Regions from separate parts of the Gossypium arboreum genome. Here region 1 is linked to region 2. A link is a contact called in public Hi-C data. All regions are on one chromosome and are shown on one strand. Each heading gives the region's core, a stretch centred on a gene start, on an enhancer-like site or on the middle of the called end of the contact. The rest is flanking DNA. Distances are from core to core; before and after follow the strand shown. Region 1 holds the start of LOC108474239 (syntaxin-132-like). Region 2 holds the start of LOC108473627.

The links. Hi-C and Micro-C count contacts between places; a contact is called where the count stands out from the background.
Region 1: a Hi-C map of leaf shows a contact between it and region 2, with 4 times the contacts expected there. The contact joins the promoter of LOC108474239 here to the promoter of LOC108473627 in region 2. A contact is called at or near these places in 3 of 5 Hi-C or Micro-C datasets (all in leaf).

Annotation. Positions count from the first base shown.
Region 1 is chr11:99,458,936-99,462,831 of ASM2569848v2, forward strand. It overlaps LOC108474239 (syntaxin-132-like), which reads right to left and starts at 1,566. Exons shown (of 13, transcript XM_017776180.2): 1 at 1,256-1,566; 2 at 560-661; 3 at 325-381. The coding sequence starts at 1,273. LOC128283553 reads left to right here and starts at 2,467. Exons shown (of 2, transcript XM_053020962.1): 1 at 2,467-2,661; 2 at 3,046-3,834. The coding sequence starts at 3,148. The coding sequence ends at 3,645.
Region 2 is chr11:99,280,099-99,283,807 of ASM2569848v2, forward strand. It overlaps LOC108473627, which reads right to left and starts at 1,468. Exons shown (of 20, transcript XM_017775301.2): 1 at 1-1,468. The coding sequence starts at 1,227.

The DNA of each region.
Region 1 (3,896 bases), core at 316-2,815, 180 kb after region 2:
TGGCTAGAGAGAGAGCGGGATGCTAGTGCTTTCAAACTGCAGTCTTGAAAATCATAAAAACAATACTAAAGCTGAACGAACTTTAACATCAGGAAGGGATGAAAGATTAAGTAATGTCAAAGCTCAGGAAAGATCCAAGCCAAAATTTTTGCTCTTCTTCCATATCAGTATTAAAAACTGAGGAATCCTCAAGGTTTCAGTCAGTTTTAGATGAATTACATCCAACAATTCCTAAAATTCATACTAGTAAGGAAAATATTGAAGGCAGATATCTTGAAGCTTCGGTATCATACAAGGAATCGGGAAATATATTAAATAAGATACCTGAAGCATTTTGAGTAGCTTATCCAGCTTCTCATATTGTTTATCTATCTCCTGAACCTGGAAAAGACAAAACATAGCAGGAGATCAGTGATTCAAGCCATAGCTTATTCCATAAAGAAATTTAATTCCACCTAAAGAGATGAACACGAAGAAAAGTTGCAATTGCAGTTACGAATCCAATATATTGCAGCTTAGCTTACAGAGGATAATTATTACATCAAGAAGTCTATAGCACCTTTACAAAGAATTCTTGAAGGCAGAGTTCTCCAGAGTTCATTGGAGCTCCTAACTCGACATCTCTACCTTGGGATCCACCTCTAGGGAATTCACAGGACTCCTGCAAGAAATAGAGCACGAGTGCAACTAGTTTATACCAACCCAAGATAAAATTTACTAAAGCATAATTCAAGGCAGACAAGCTCATCTGCTTATTCTAAACAGACCAAGAATTTACAAAGAGAGCCTTCTGAAAATATCTTAATTATACCTAAAAACATTTTTCTATCCACACAAAATTTAAAAATTACATAACACAAGTTCATGCTCAGTTTTTTTTTCCTTTTAAATTCAACGAATGCTGATTACATTCCTTTACAAGCTTAAGTTATAAGTTCTTTTGATCTAGTTTTCAACTCCTAAGACTAATTAATTAATTAGCTTGATAAACTTCTAAATTGATTCAATTCCTACTGAATTAACAGCAATTTATATTAACCTTCGTCTTATAAGAAAAATTAGCTCACTAGTCTCCTAACAATCATTTTCCAATAACGTTAATTTTCTGTTCTTTTAATCAGGATCCAAATAAAATATACAAAATGCAGCTATCCTCATCAATAAAAATAATAAAGAAAAACTTAAATCGAAACAAAAACCAACACAGGCAAACAAATAAATGAGTAGAAACAATTCGAAAGTTGCAAAATGTTACCGTTAAAAGGTTGTTCATTGTGGAAAGATGAACAAGACTAAACGAAGCTTCAAAGAGAAGAAACAAAAAATGGAGAAAGCTAAAACGATATTATTATTAATTTTAATTAATAATAACACTATAACTATTATAATTGTTGATAAGACCTGGTTTTTTTTTTTTACATTTAAAAAAACCAGGTCTTTTTTTAAATTTTAAGGTTTCAACTTTTTTTTTTCTTTTTTTTTTTTCCTGTGAATTTTTAAGAGAGAAAAGGGAGAAACAAAAGAGGTGGGGATCCGTTTCAGAAGAATGGCAAAAGCAAACTTCAAAAAAGCGTGGAGACAGATTATCAAGTACGGTGAATTGTAGGGAAATTATTTAATCATAGGCGTTGAAATTTGTAGGTCCCTGGTTTGATGGATGATTAACGGTCATTGTTGATTAGACACGGTTTCAGATGAGGAACATTCTTTCTCTTTTAGAGTTTAGGCCGCGGAAACTCGAAACTTTGGCTTTCCTTGTCTGAAAATGATTCTTTTTAGTTTACACATTTGTCCTTGTTACCTTCATTTGTGGGCGGCGCCACGTTGGAGCAAAGGCTACAGCTACACAAGGTTGTTTTTTCAACCCATTTTAAACATAAATTTTATTTAATATTTTTATAACCTTTATTATAATTATAATTACATTATTTATAAAATATATTTAATATTGCACATATATGAAGGATAATGTTTATAAATATATGACCAAGTGGTGTGGGTTTTTTTTCTTTTTATTTAAAAATCATTTTATTGTTTGAAGTATAATACGCATAACTATACTCAATTTCCTTTATCGACTTTTATTTAGATTAATAAATATTTTTTGTTAGAATTTGATATTACAATATATATTATTAAAATTGATAAAAATAAAATAAAAATAAAAATTATAAAATATATTATATATTATTTGACTGATTTTATTGGAATTTTTAAAATTATACTGACAGATAATTTTCGTAGTTAGAATTTTTAAACGTATATTTTTGCAAAAAATTATATTATTTTGAGTTAAAAACATATTATTTACTATTTAGTATATTAATAGTAGAAATTTTTTATTTTACAAATAAAAACTATTAAGTAAAAAAATAATATATAATAATGTATTTTTAAAGTAATATTTTTCTTATCAAGATCTAGAAGGGGGTTTTTCATCCTCTGGCTGAAACTTTTTATTTACTTATTATTTTCTCTTATTCAACGTTCAACATTTTCATCCCTTCAACTACCTTGGATCATTGGCGGGCTGATTCAATCAAATATTCAATACCCAACTTACCCCTTTATATAAAGCAATTGAACCTTCCCCATTTCCCACATAACTCTACTTCTGTCTTAAAAAAAACCTTTGCATCTGCCTGTCTTAGCAAGTCAAAGGTACATACATCTCTAGATTTCATTTTAATTATGTTGCCTTTGGATCTTTATTTCATTTTTCTGAAAGCTTGTTAATATGAAGGGTTTGATTTTTACTGATCAATTGTTTTGATCGTTTATCTGGGGAAAATGAATCTGGGTTTCTTTTCTTGGCTTGTGAAATGATGTAGAGATAATCATCCATGTTGATGAATATTGTATGTTGAATATATAAGATCTTGATAGTCTTGTGTGTCTGTCAAAGGTAATTTAGTGCTGGGGTTGCATTGGGGAACTGTTTTTCTTGTTTCAGATATTTTGAATATTGTTACATGTTGTAATGTATCAACCATTCCTTACACAGTTAAGTTTAATTGTACTCTGTACTTGCTTATTTATATGCAGCATTTCTTTCAGGGAATTTGTAATAAAAAATAAAACATAGGAAAGGTTTACATTCGAGTTTGGAGAAGAAAGAAGTGTATTTCAAAGTCAAAGGCAAAGGATATGGAGCCAAGCCATGAGAAGGAAGAGAAGCTAAAGACCAAATCAATGGAGAAGGAAAAGCTAATGCATAAGGAGGAAAAGGGAGAGAAACATAAAGAGAAGGATAAGGACAAATCGAAGAAGGAGAAAGAAAAGAAGAAGAAGAAAGAGAAATATAGAGAAGAAGACGAGGATAATGAAGTTGGAGAGATGAAGAATACATCAGAAGAGAAAAAAGTTAAGAAGGAGACGATTCACAAAGATGATGAAGCCGGTGTGAACAATGAGAAGAAAAATAAAAAAGATAAGGAAATGGAGATGAAGAAAGAAGGGATCATAGAAGAAGGCGAAGAGAAAGATGAGAAGAAAAAGAAGAAGAAAGACAAGGAAGAGAAAGAGAAAAATAAAGAAAAGAAGCATGGTATAGAAGAAGATGAGAAGAAAAAGAAGAAAGACAAGGAGGTTAAGGAGAAAAAGAAAGAAAAGAAGTTGAAAGGTGAAGAGGAAGAAAGACAATGAGGCAAAGGATGATGAAGAAATAGAAGAGAAAAAGAAAGACAAAGAGGTAAAAGAAAAGAAGAAGAAGAAGAAGAAGAAGAAGAAAATTAAGAGAAAGCAAACATATATGCATGTAGTTTAGCTTCAACTATGGGGGTTGAGACACTATTTTCAGTTGAAACTTAATAAATATTTTTATTAATGATTTAAGGTTATGTAATTTGATCATGAAGCTTGTTTGCCCTATTAAACTCTAAATTATTGGAACCAAA
Region 2 (3,709 bases), core at 218-2,717:
AATCTGAGCAAGTGCAATGAGAGCAGCATGTCGTTTCTGCCACTCTGAAGCAGCCAAAAACACCGGAAACAATTCTGAAGCCACTGGTAAAACAGTATTCCCTCCTAATGAAATCGACAATCTATCTAAACACTCCTGACCAACCCCATAATTACTTGTTTCCCCAGCATCCTCATCCTCACTCTCTGCATTATACCAATCCGGTTCATCTTCAATGTCCACCAATAGATTCATCAACACCCAAAATAACCTCCTTATGAATTGTGGTAACTTCCTCATCATCCCCGGAGCCCTCTCTCTCGCCTCTGCTAACGTAATTATAAATTCAATGGCTAAATGGCGTGTTCCTTCTTCTAAACTCTCCGCCTCAGCAATTTGTAACATCGATCCTACTACTTCCATTATTTGCCTCCTTAGAAACCTCGGCTCAGTCCCGGCTAACTCAATTAACAATTCCAAAGCCTCTTGAGCTGTGGCTTCTAATCCAGAGTTCAACGCCTCGGTCAACGTCTGCATCATCAACGGCAACAAATCTTGGAAAGCGTCCCGATCTTTGGGGTTTGAAATGCATTGAATGAAACTGACTGAGGCGCTTAAAGCTGCGATTCGTACGTCGCAACTTGACGGATTTGATAAACAATTGAAGAAGACGGAATGAAGAGTGTTTAAATGAGGGATTAGGGTTTCCGTTGTTTCTCCGACGTTTTGAGCTAATCGAGAGAAAATTAAAAGAGCAGATTCTTCGAGGTTGGGATTCTTAGAATTCACACATTGGAAGAGGAATGGCAATAGTTCCGGCCAGCCTCTAGTAGCAACGACGGAAGAAGCGAGTTCGGAAATTGTATCGCAGAGTTTTTTTACGTTAGCTTTCGATTCTTCGGTCTGGAGGGAGGATAAAAGCGTGGATTTAATGGCGGCGCGTGTGGATTCAGCTAGGAGGGGAAAGAGAAAGGAGTAATCAGCGGCGGGAGTTAGGATTTTACGGAGGAGGACGGCGGAGAGGGCGCGGAGTTCGGGACGAGGGGATGAGGATAAGACACGGGAGAGAGCGACGGAGAGAGAGTCGGGGTGAGTTTGTTTGGCAAGGTGGAAGAGTGACTCGGCCTGGGAACGTTGGTCGTTGGAGGAAGACATGAGGTGGGAGATTAGGGTTTCGAAGTGAGTCGAATCGGGGCCCAAGATGTGGGCGAGTTGAGCGAGTTGGAGCTGAGTTTGATCGGTGGCCATGGGCGAGTTTCAGGGTTTTAGGAGGATATAATTTGTTTTTGTTATTTGGGGTTTTTTGTATTTGTGGCGCCTCCCCAATCCCAATATAACAAAAGGAAAGAAGAAATAAAGAAGAAGATAGATACGAATTTTAAGGCAGGGTTTGCGAGCGCGAGTGCGAGTGCGAGGGGAGTGTTTTAAACGAAACCAAAAGTTGTCGGTCCATTTCTTCTTCATGCCTCTCTACTCTTACACATTTTCATTTTACTCACTTTTCCTTTTAATTCCAAATATTCAATCTCATTTAATAATTAAATTTTATTTTTTGAATTTTTTAAAATCTTCCTTGTACTCTTTTGAAATTTAAGATTTAGTCTCTATAATTTTGGGACAGTGAGTCCTGTACTTTTTAATTTTAAAATCTTGGTCCTTTTGTCTAATTTTGTTCTTAAAATTACAGTTAAAAATTGATCAAATATCTTTTAACCCTCAATGTTTACAGTTTTTTATTTTATCTTTATTCTTTAAAATTGCAGAAAAAATTAAAATGACCTATTTTTCATTTTTAAATAAAATGTAAAAAACTAAATATATAATTCTTAAAAGAATTCAAAAAATTTTAAAAAGAAATATTTAAAATTAAAAATATAAAAATTAATTTTAAATTTTAAAATTATTAAAATATATAAAAATCTATTTTTTTAAAAATATGTTATTTACTCCTTAAATGGTAATAAGAGGCTTTTATGGGCCTTGTAATAGCCAAACCGATTGGCTCGACTCGTTTTTGAGACAGACTTGGCTAGGCCTAACTTGACTTGGCTTGTTTTATTGTTTAAAATATTAAAAATATAAAAATTTATATTAGTAGTTTAGGTACTAGATTGAACATTTTCAAATTACAAGTATTACATTGGACATTTTATGAAATACATGTATAATAATAAAAACACATATTAATAATTCAGTTATCACATTGGACATTTCTAAATTACGAGTACTACATTTTACATTTCCAAATTACAAGTACCACGTTGGACATTTTCAAAGTAGAAGTACCATATTAAACATTTTATGAAAGTATAGTATCAAATGTGATATTATCCCTAATTTTATCACACTTGCCAATTTTTAACTAAAAAAATCCAAAAGGTTTAAGAGATTTTTTTAAGGGGCAGAGTAATTTGGACAATGAATTGTAGTTTAGGTATCACTTTAAGGACCAACTTAAGAAAAATAGTATAATTTCAATATGATTTAAACATTGTAATTTTTTTTTCATTTTTTTCTCACTTATTTGTCTCAATTCATTTGCATCCGATGCCTAAAAGGATAATAAAATTTTTAATTTAGTAGGTGTGATACATTAATATGGTATAATAAATAGAAGGGTCAATTTTATTTAAAATTATATTTCGATTATTCAACTTTCGAAAGTTACATAATAGTCATTAACATTATCGAATTGTTACATTTTCGTCACTTGTCCGTCTCTTAACGTGGCACGCTAATTTAAATGTTTAATTACGAATTTGGTCCTTGAACTATAACTAAAATATCATTTTTTTTAAAAAAATCTTAACAATAATTCTAAAAAGAACAAAATTTTAAAAAAAAAAACCAAAATAACATTTTAGTTATGTTTAGGGACCAAATTAGTAATTAACCATTTAAATTAACGTGTCACGTCAACCTCAGAACGGTAGTTAACAAACAAATTATAAAAATGTAATAATTTGATAATTGTTATATAACTTTTGAAAGTTAAGTAACCAAAATACAATTTTAAATAAGTTTTAGGGACATTTGATATAGTTTACCCTAATAGAATTAAAAGAAATTAACTTCTAAATCTTAAGAAACCAAAGTTCTAAAAATATTACCCACCAATCATAATTTTATAGAAAAAATCAAGTTCACATTAGAAAAAAATTACCATTATTATTTATTATTTATGTAACTTTTAAAATTATCAACTCCTTTTAAAAATATTATTATTTTTCAAACATTTATAATGATTTTTTTACTCTTAAATTATATAAAAGAAAAGTTATTTTAGTCGGGTTCTTTTAGCTTCATTAAACTCTTTAACTTTTAGTTTTGTCAAATTATGCAAAATTACAGTCAGTTAACTTTGATGATGAGAATGATTGATGTTGACATGACATCTAAATTACAATTTATATATATTAGTTTAGTAATTAATTAAATTTTAAAATTTAAAACATTAAATTTTTAAAAAATATTTTCTTAAAATTCAAAAATTATAATTTAAAAATAAAAATAGGTAAATTTTGTAAATTAAAAAACTATATAAAATTTATAACAATTTTTAAAAAATAGAAAATATATATATTTTTTTTCAAAATTCAAAAAAAAATCAATAGAAGGAAATAATTAAAAAAACATGATTCGCCCGCTACTTCTTTACTCTTCTTTAGAGTAAAAAACTCCAAGCCAAGCCTCACAAACCCCTTTTATCCCTAAATTGCAACTTTTTATG